Regions from separate parts of the Danio rerio genome. Here regions 1 and 3 are each linked to region 2. Evidence: chromatin contacts called from public HiCAR-type and Micro-C data. All regions are on one chromosome and are shown on one strand. Each heading gives the region's core, a stretch centred on a gene start, on an enhancer-like site or on the middle of the called end of the contact. The rest is flanking DNA. Distances are from core to core; before and after follow the strand shown.

Region 1 (3,236 bases), core at 414-2,913, 190 kb after region 2:
CATCCGACACTTTATTAGGTACACCTGTCCAGATAATACGCAGAATTCTAATCAGCCAATCACAGGGCAGCAACTCAATGCATTTAGGCGTGTAGTCATGGTCAAGACGATCTGCTGCAGTTCAAACTGAGCATCAGAATGGGGAAGAAAGATTTAAGTGATTTTGAATGTGAGATGGTTGTTGGTGCTTGACAGGCTGGTCTGAGTATTTCAGAAACTGCTGATCTGCTGAGATTTTCACACACAACCATCTCTAGGGTTTACAGAGAATGGTCTAAAAAAGAGAAAATATCCAGTGAGCGGCAGTTCTGTGAGTGCAAATGCCTTGTTGATGGTCAGAGGAGAATGGCCAGACTGGTTCGAGCTGATAGAAAGGCAACAGTAACTCAAATAACCACTCGTTTCAACTGAGGTATGCAGAAGAGCATCTCTGAATGCACAACATGTTGAACCTTGAGGCGGATGGGCTACAGCAGCAGAAGACCACACCAGGTGCCAGTCCTGTTAGCTAAGAACGGGAAAATGAGGCTACAATTCGCACAGGCTCACCAAAATTGGACAATAGAAGATTGTAAAAACGTTGCCTGGTCTGATGAGTCTTGATTTCTGCTGCGACATTCAGATGGTGGGGTTAGAATTTGCCGTCAACAACATGAAAGCATGGATCTATCCTGCCTTGTATTAACAGTTCAGGCTGGTGGTGGTGGTGTAATGGCGTGGGGGATATTTTATTGGCACTCTTTGGGACCATTATTACCAATTGAGCATCGTGTCAACGCCACAACCTACCTGAGTATTATTGCTGACCTTGTCCATCCCTTTATGACCACAATGTACCCATCTTTTGATGGCTACTACTTCCAGCAAGATGACACGCCATGTCATAAAGCGTGAATCATCTCAGACTGGTTTCTTAAACGTGACAATGAGTTCACTGTACTCAAATGGCCTCCACAGCCACCAGAGCTCAATCCAATAGAGCACCTTTGGGATGTGGTGGAACAAGATTCACATCATGGATGTGCAGCCAGCAAATACGCTTTTGGTTTTAATGCAAAGTAAATACACACTTTGCTGATGAAGCATTAGCAAATATGTTCTACGCCATTGCTGTTTGTTTGCATTTGTATTTAATCTACACCTCCCAAAACAAGTAATATGCATGTGTATGACAACATCTTTTTCAAAGACTTGTGTTTTTTTTTTTTTTTGGGGGGGGGGGGGGGGGACATTACAAGAACATTACAAGAGACTCCAAAACCTAAAACAAATGGGTCAGATAAGGGAGACATCCAAAATATGTACTGTTGGTTTGCCTCCAAGAAAGTGGTTGAGAAACACTTTTATAATTGACCCCCTAAACACACCCATTATAACAGCATGGTAGAAATGGAGGAGTTATTTTGGTGCTGTTACCAAGATAGCAGAATAATTTAAATAGCATAGCTTTAAGAAAGTGCCAGTTCTGTTGATTATAATGGGAGGTATCTACATTTGTACCTAAAGCTGGAGTTGTAGTCCAGACAGACACTTGGCACTAATACATGGCAGATCTTGAGGGCAGTGAATACAGAATGACATATCACTAGTAACACCCAGTCTGACTAAATTAACACAGAAAACTAGATTACCCATGAAGCTGTACAGGGAATTCCACCAATCAGAGAGGCACAGCAAGCAAAGTGCCACATAAAGATTCTTAGCTACGCCCGCTATGACATCACTTATGGCAAGACTCCCAAAACACTTGGATATTTGGATATTTTGCAATAAACTTGAAACGTATTTCTAACAATAGATGAATAGTTCAATATTTCTTCATAATTTTTAGTGTTATTTGCACTGCTTCACTGTATACATCAAGTACATGGTTGGGTACCTTCATCTTTAGGTTAGACTTTCACATACTTTAGCTTTAAAGACTCTAAGTTAGCTAGCAGTCCTTTCCGAACATCCTCTAGTCATACAAAACAGCAAGTCAACATGCCAAAATGTGTTTGTGCTCTGTTAGGAATTCTCATTAAAATCTGTCACCTGAATCACACCCTCCGTGCTGATGCATACTGAGATTGGTATTCCCAGTAAAAAGTCCTGCCTTTGTTTTTCCATATGGCTCTGGCATGTTAGCATCATTACACTGGAGCTGTTAGCCTGCAGCTATGGATATTAGCATAGCATGAAAATCCCCTCCGTCCAGGCCGGCTGCCAGTCGCCTGCAGACGCATCTGTGTGAGCTGTTTTCCAGACAACTAGTGATGTCTCTCTCCTATAGATGAATCATCTCAGGTGGGTGCTCGAGCCAAAAGCTGTTAGGAAAGTAGTATAAACTTTAGGAAATGTACGTCGTGAAGGCCTTCAGGGCGTTTGTTTGCGCTTTTGACATATGGACTTTTAGATGTATTATGACTGAGAAAGAAATGGTTCTCACCGTCTTTACCCATCTGTTGCCTCCAGAAACGGTCTCATTTCTCTTCTTCCTCTGCAGGATCTCCACTGAGACAGGACGAAAACATTCGGAGGCATTGAAATGCGTTTTCTGCAGAGCGCGCCATCGCTCAGACCAATAAACACGAGCACCTGAGGGATTGCATCTATCAAAACCTGAGAGAAGAGGACGGCCAAACAAAGTCTGATCTATCTATCATTTCATTTATAAAACCTATTGAAAAGCCGTCACGAATCGTAAGAAAAAAAGGATAGAGAGGTATGGGAGATAAAGTAACTACAGCAGATAAATCACAGCTGATCTGTCACCTGCAGTTTCACATTGAGACGGTGTTTAAGACGGATGCAGGGAGTGCATTTAACCCCAGTGGAGGACCTGAGTGAGAGCAGGACCTTGCCAATTATTCTACCCTTAATTCATCACGGGAACCCACACTGGTCTGACATAGAGGTGGTGCAAAACAGCAGGTAAACCTAATTCTGGACAAATGTAAAGGCAGCACTCTTACTAACACAAAACACATGCTGGTTTTAGTGGTTCATGAGGACTCTCCATGGGCAGAGTGTATTTTACAGTAAAAACACTTGTTATTTGGATTTATCCTCTCCTTATCCCTGTATCAAACTCTTAACCAGAAACCAGGGGCAAATTCTGAAGGTCAAAAAAATAAATAAATAAAATAACGTTAAGTATGCTTTTTAAGTGTTTTAAATTATGAGGACACAGGGAATGTGGCGTCAACAACATGAAAGCATGGATCCATCCTGCCTTGTATCAACAGTTCAGGCTG
Region 2 (3,299 bases), core at 145-2,644:
TTGTCTCTTTTTTTTTAATTAAACAATTATTTGTATTGGTCATGTAAGGGTCATATATTAACTGAACTTTTACTGTAGCGTGTGAGTGCTGTTCATACTAATTAGCATTTTTGCAGAAGTAGATAAATACAGGTCCAAAATTAAATTCAGCTCTGCAGAAACTTCCTGTCTGAAGAAGTGTTAAAACTGAACAGAAAGTTGTATGCTTTTTTGTTGTGCAGAGAATTAGTAGAAAAAGAGGAAGTATGTCTGGGGTGCAGCCAATGGAGGACTGAACAATGACTGACAAATGACGTTACACCAAAAACTCCACCTGTTAATATCAGTTGTGTATATATGCTGGAGTCAGGAAATGTATGTTAGTTGTGAACCTCTTGCATGTAATTATTGTATTCCAATAGGGTAATGTAACCCAGAGCTCTGTCATCGAATTATTCATTTGTATCTAATAAATTACTAATATTTTTGGCATTGAAGAAAACCCTCTCCAGACCTTTTCTTATTGAACACACATGGAATTGGCTAGATATTCCAACAATAATAATGACTATAATACTGAGGGGCAAGACAGTGAAAGTGAAGAGGGTAAGAAATTAACTAATGATTATCATTACATTGAGAATCAACAAATTCTTTTGTTTGTTTTACAAGTTTTCTAAAGTCTAATGTTTAAATATGCAATAAATAAACTAATAATCCATTAACTTATACTTACTAATGCTTAACTAAACCAATACCCTACATTTCAACGAAAAAATGTAAATCTTGGATAAAGTCTGCTTTAAAAATATAGCTTATTTTACATATAGCAATCCTAGTTATACATGTTTGTTTTTTAAGTCACACTTGCATGAGATTTTAGACCAAATATTCAAGGTAGCGTTTCACAACAATTACACATTTACTACATTAGTTGCAAATGTGTAGAAGAAATATCATCAAAATATAGCGTTTATACTTGTTGTATTACATTAAATAACATTTAATTCGATAAAAATAACAGCATTTATTTTTGTTGCTCATTATCAATAAACCGACTAAATAAACGAGTGACAACATAACATTAAACATGAACATTCGGACAGAAACACATATATGTGAAAGAACTGACATCTCAGAGGTAAATTACGCTTTTATTTACTTTAAATCATCTTTAAACACATCAAACCAAAACAAACACTCACTGTTTTGATCCGCTCACTTTCACTTCAAACACGATTAAACGCTCGACTTCAGCGTCAAACTAACATTCACAAACTCTTCTGAGGCCACGGAATGACATGTCACAGGTTTAAAGGTGATTTGTGGTTATTTTACGGTGTTTATAAGGTAAAGAACAGCGTGTTCTTCGCTTACCTTGCTTGCCTTCACCAGATTCTGCTGATCACGTTTTCACCAAAGTCGTGACGTCATGACGGAGAGCCGCAAGTCCAAAAGCCGCGAAAACACACAGGAGACAACAAAAACAAGGAGTTAAATTAAAAAAAGGAAATCTAAATGTTAACGTTCGCAATATTAATATTAAAAACAAATCATTTAATGTTAAACACTTCAGAATATATACACACAAATATATTTATTCATAATAAATGTATTTATTTTTTTAACATCATGGCTGTATCAAACATGATTAATGTAGTAAATGAATTAATGTAATGGCAAAACTGTTTAATACAATTTAGATATATATATATATGAGATATAAAAATAAACAGTTAGCAATACCATTGCATTATAAATCCCTTTTTATTTGTATGGTAGATTATTATACAAACAAATAAAATAGAAAAAAATATGATATAGACAGTAAAATATACATTTTTAAATACATATTAATATTAACAAACCACACATACAAATGCATGTTCTGTTTATTTTTCCACACACTCACACACACACACACACACACACACACACACACACACACATATATATATATATATACATATATACATACATTCAGTACATATACAGATATATACATACATACATATACACATATATATATATGCATGTGTGTGTGTGTGTGTAATATTTTTTCTATTTTATTTGTTTTTTTATAATGTATGATACACATGTATTTGACAAATATATAAACAAAGCCATATAATTAATACAAAAGTTTTAATAATAAAAATGTATAATTAAAAATGTAATATTTTGTTAAAGAAAAAAAGAGAGAGAAGGAAAAAAAGAAAGAAGAAAAGAAAGAAAAAGAGAAAGAAAGAAAAAAGAAAGAAAGAAGAGAAAGAAAGAAACAGAAAAAATAAAGACACAGAAAAAATAAAGAAAGTAAGAAAGAAAATAGAGGGATAGATAAAAAGAAAAAATAGGAAAGAAAAGAAAAGAAAAAACAAAGAAATAAAGAAAAAGGAAAAGAAAAGAAAGTATGAAAGAAAGAGAAAGAGAGAAAAAATAAGGAAAGAAAGAAAGAAAAAAAGGAAGAGGGAAAGAAAGAAAGGAAAGAAAAAAAGAAAAAAGAAAGAAGAAATGAAAGAGAGAAAGGAAAGAAAAAAACAAAAAAGAGGAAAAGAAAGATAAAGAAATAAAAAAGAATGAAAAGAAAGAAAAAAACAAAGGAGAGATAGAGGGAAAAAACGAAAGAAAAAAGAAGAAAGTGAAAAAAGAAAGGCAAAAAGAAATAAAGAATAAAGAAACAATGAAACAGAAAAAGAAAGAAGAAAAAAGAGGGATAGATATAAAAAGGGCATAAATATAAAGAAAAAAGGAGGAAAGAAAGAGAGAAAGGAAAGAAAGAAAAGAAGGAAAGAAAAAATGAAAGAAAAAAACAAAGAAAGAAAGAGAAGTAAGGAAAGAAAGAGAAAGAAAGAAAGAAAGAAAGAAACGTAGTGGCCCACTAGTACTATTTAGAGTGGTGTATAGTAGTCTTGTTTTTGACTTAAGTACTTTAGTTAAGTATAAGAATAGTGACAACTATCACAAATACGTTGTGGTTACATTGAATATATTTCTATGACTGTTATTCATTTTTCAGACATCACTCTATTGATGATATCCACTCTATTGATGATATGAGTTGACATTAGACGTCCACTAGATGTCAGCACAAGCTAACTCATTCTCTTCTGCAGCAGTGACAAAAACATTATTAGCGGCAGGCAAGTAATTGCAGAATAAATGCATTGTAAATGCATGTAAAAAAAAAACAACAGCCAATGATGAACATGGGAAGATAAGCAGTGGTAGTAGCTACAGTTATATAAAATATAATGCTGTTGTATGAGACTGTCGCAGCAGAGGAAGGTCAAGACGGTGGGTGTGTGAGTCAGTGCGCGTCT
Region 3 (3,491 bases), core at 731-3,230, 160 kb after region 2:
TTACGGGGCCTGTGATTACCTCCAGACAGCAGGTCTGATCTCTCCTGGGTGATCCGAGCACGAGCTCTGGAAACTTACCAATAGCCTACATCCAGACAGGCTGAGCCAAGACCCTATTCTAATTTGCCTGTGTGGTCACGGCGGTTTGGTTTTGTTAAACGAGTGAATGGCGGCATGACCCCAGCTGTGGCAACAGTTCTGCTTTCATTTGTTTATCCAAAACATCATTTAGCGCAACGTTCCTCGTGATGCCATCCTAACATTCCTTAAAAGTGAGGTGTCCGTGGATCATGTTCCACAGATGGGTGGAGTGTGCGAGAGTGTGTTAGCAGGGTGTGTGTGTGTGTGTGTGTGATTAAATGCTTGGCAGGCTGTGGTACTGACTCAACAACTGAGAATCGTTCAACCGCTCCGAAAAAGAAAGAAAAAAGCTATTAAACAAACCCAGATTTTCCCCCAGGCGTAAACGTAAGCGCTAGCAATCACATCATTACCCCCGCACAATGCACTGCCGCATCAAAATGATGAAATGTTTACAGGCTTCAAGATGAAAGACAACAAGTCTGGACATGTTTTGAACCTTGTTAATGAACTAAATAGTCATAACAACATTATGAATTAATATCAAGTGAAACTGAAACAATACATTAATGACATTAATTTTTTATGTTAAAGGGACAGTTCACACAAAACTGAAAATTCTGTCATCACTTACTCATCCTTCACTTGTTCCAAACCTGTTTGACTTTCTTCAGTTGAACACAAAGGAAAATATTTCAAAGCAAATTGGAAACCTGTACCATCAATTGTATTAGTTTTTCCTACTATGGAAGTCAGTGGTTTTCAGCTTTCTTCAAGATATTTTCATCAAAAAATAGGTTAGCAGCTACACGAGGGAGAGTAAACAGTGAACAAAATGTTCTCTTTTGGGTGAACGGTCCCTTTTAACAACCACACTGTACAACAATATGATATTATATTGTGGCATTGGAGTATATTTAGCTTGCATATTAAATTATACCACACATTTTTGAGTAAACTATCCATTTAAGAACGACACTATACAACAAAATGACATTATATTATGGCATTAGAGTATACTAAGCTTGCATTTCAATTACACCACAAATGTTTGGGTATTACAATAATTATTGTTTAATCTTAGCAACTGTTGAGATTATGTATACCGTTTTACTTAAAACGAAATAAGCTAAAGTTCATCCTAAATGTTATTACATGTATATGGTAATGTGTGTTTTACTATAAGCAAACAACATACAAACTCGTAATTATATTTAAAACATGTTTACAAGGGGGTCCTTGCTCTGGCTCTCTATAAACCAAGGGGTCTTGAGAAACGCCAGTGAACAGACTTGACTATACACATTCAACATTTACACTTAAAACTAAACACAAACGCACGCAAGACGACAACAAAATTTGAGACTCACCTGAGGTGTCCCACAGGCTGAGCTCTATTCTCTGCTTGTCAATCTCAAAACTTGCTGTGTAATTCTCAAACACAGTGGGGACATAATTCTAAGATGAATAAACAGAGCAAATGTCACTAAACATGCAGATAGATACATAAATGAATGCAAAAAACTACATATACAGACGCAGCTGCGCGCACCCGCTGGATTTTACGCATCTCACCTCAGGGAAACAGTCCTTGGCAAAAACGTGGAGCAGAGCGGTTTTCCCACACTGACTGTCCCCCACGACCACGATCTTACATTTGAGGCTCTGACTCGGATCCATTCCGGGCTGAAGGGACAGTTTCTGGATAGATCTTCTCTCCTTCATTGATTGTCTTTACGCGCAAGTCCGCGGAGGTGCTCAACGGAGGGGACGCGCACAAACGCACCGCTTTCTGTAATCACTCTGGGAAAGGTGTGGATTTTTCCCTCGGTCCGTGTCCTGATCTCTCACTCCCCCTCACTCACTCCTGCAGGGATATTCATCAACTGCTTGAATTCCTGCCCTCTCACTTTTTGGGGATGTGCCGTGTTTTATATGCGTCTGGTAAACCAATGGCTGTCCTTGAAGACACTCGCAGACCCTCCCCTTCGCTTTAACAGGGAGAGGGAAAGAGCGCAACCTACAGGCCTCAAGTACGGCTACATGGCGTACAGTATATGAAGATGTATGGGTAGTTGACAAAACAGCCAGTAAGAATGCTTTGTATTTGTAAAACACATTACTAAAAAGTAAAAATACGTATATTTATGTTGTTTAAAGTGTAATGTTTGAGAAAATATTAGTGTCCACTAACTTTTACAATAACAATTCTCACAAAATTTCTTTTTTTTTTATGAACGGCATCTTAAATGCGTCCTATGGTGTGACAAAACTTAAAAAAACCAACAAATAACGTGAGAGCGATTTATTGTTATAATTGGACGCATCTTCATACTATGGTGGCCGAGAGAGCTTAATGTGCTGTAATTTAAGAAAACACATGCAGTTACAAAAAACAACAGCAAAGAAAAAAACTTCATCTGTTTGACAGCTCACATACTGCAAATCGTCACAACGCAAACACATTTCAAAAAATAAAAACATGCTGCATTTTCACGCAAAACAAACAAATAAATAAAACGTGCTGCATTTTCTCACAACACTTTCAAATAGCACAGAACACAGTAGAAATGTTTCAAGGGGACCCAAAAAAATAACACCCAGCGATTTAGGTTATGGTTGTTTAGCCTAATAAAATACAAATGGCAAGGGAATCAGTATGTTAATATGAACAAACAAAAAAAACTCACCTTTTAAAGATTACCTACAAATTCACTGAGCAATACTCACAGAACACGTTTTTGGGTCCCATTGAAACATTTCCATTATTACAATGTTTTTGCAAGTGTTGTGAGAAAATGCAGCAGGTTTTTGTAAATTGTTTGCGTTGTGAGAAAACGCAGCATGTTTTATTAATTTGTTTGTGTCGTGTGAAAATGCAGCGCGCTTTATTAATTGGTTTGCGTTGTGTGAAAATACAGCGCATTGTATTAATTTGTTTGCATTGTGTAAAAAATGCAGTGCGCTTAATTAATTTGTTTATGTTGTGTGAAAATGCAGTGCATTTTATTAATTTGTTTGCGTTGTGAGAAAATGCAGCATGTTTTATTAATTTCCTTGCTTTGAGAAAATTCAGCGCGCTTTATTAAATTGTATACATTGTGAGAAAATGCAGCGAGTTTTATTAATTTGTTTGCGCTGTATGAAAATGCAGAGTGTTTTATTAAATTGTTTGCGTTGTGAGAAAATGCAGCGCGTTTTTAAAATTTGTTTGCGTTAAAAATGCAGAATGTTTTTTAATGTGTAGATGCATTGTGGAGATTTGCAGAATATGTGCTGTCAAACGGTTTAAGAACTGTCCTTAATTTGCAAGCGTTATTTGTACATGCATGTGTTTTCTTAAATTGCATGATAAGCTCTCTTAGCCACCATATTATACAGTGCTATTTATTGTTTATAAAATTTTGAAT

Evidence for each region. Hi-C and Micro-C count contacts between places; a contact is called where the count stands out from the background. HiCAR-type assays count read pairs that join an accessible place to other places.
Region 1: a HiCAR-type map of caudal fin shows a contact between it and region 2, with 11 times the contacts expected there. The contact joins the enhancer-like site here to the promoter of mmadhca in region 2. A contact is called at or near these places in 9 of 18 Hi-C or Micro-C datasets (caudal fin, embryo, hematopoietic stem cells and 2 more) and 3 of 4 datasets of contacts at active chromatin or transcription factors (caudal fin, embryo and gastrula embryo).
Region 3: a contact with region 2 is called in a Micro-C map of caudal fin, with 16 times the contacts expected there. The contact joins the promoter of rnd3a here to the promoter of mmadhca in region 2. A contact is called at or near these places in 2 of 18 Hi-C or Micro-C datasets (caudal fin and an unstated tissue) and 3 of 4 datasets of contacts at active chromatin or transcription factors (caudal fin, embryo and gastrula embryo).

What each region holds. Positions count from the first base shown.
Region 1 is chr22:12,093,903-12,097,138 of GRCz12tu, reverse strand. LOC103909565 (a long non-coding RNA gene) reads right to left here. Exons shown (of 3, transcript XR_659537.4): 2 at 2,429-2,577; 3 at 1,108-2,306. Among named protein-coding and RNA genes, the nearest start is that of rnd3a, 27 kb to the left of the region's middle. Within about 2 kb of position 1,663, at least 3 of the 62 cell types and tissues checked have an H3K27ac peak or open chromatin away from gene starts, as enhancers often do. A contact at or near this core is called in caudal fin, where this site is marked.
Region 2 is chr22:12,285,297-12,288,595 of GRCz12tu, reverse strand. mmadhca (metabolism of cobalamin associated Da) reads right to left here and starts at 1,394. Exons shown (of 8, transcript NM_001002453.1): 1 at 1,357-1,394.
Region 3 is chr22:12,120,974-12,124,464 of GRCz12tu, reverse strand. It overlaps rnd3a (Rho family GTPase 3a), which reads right to left and starts at 1,980. Exons shown (of 5, transcript NM_199522.1): 1 at 1,657-1,980; 2 at 1,452-1,539. The coding sequence starts at 1,806.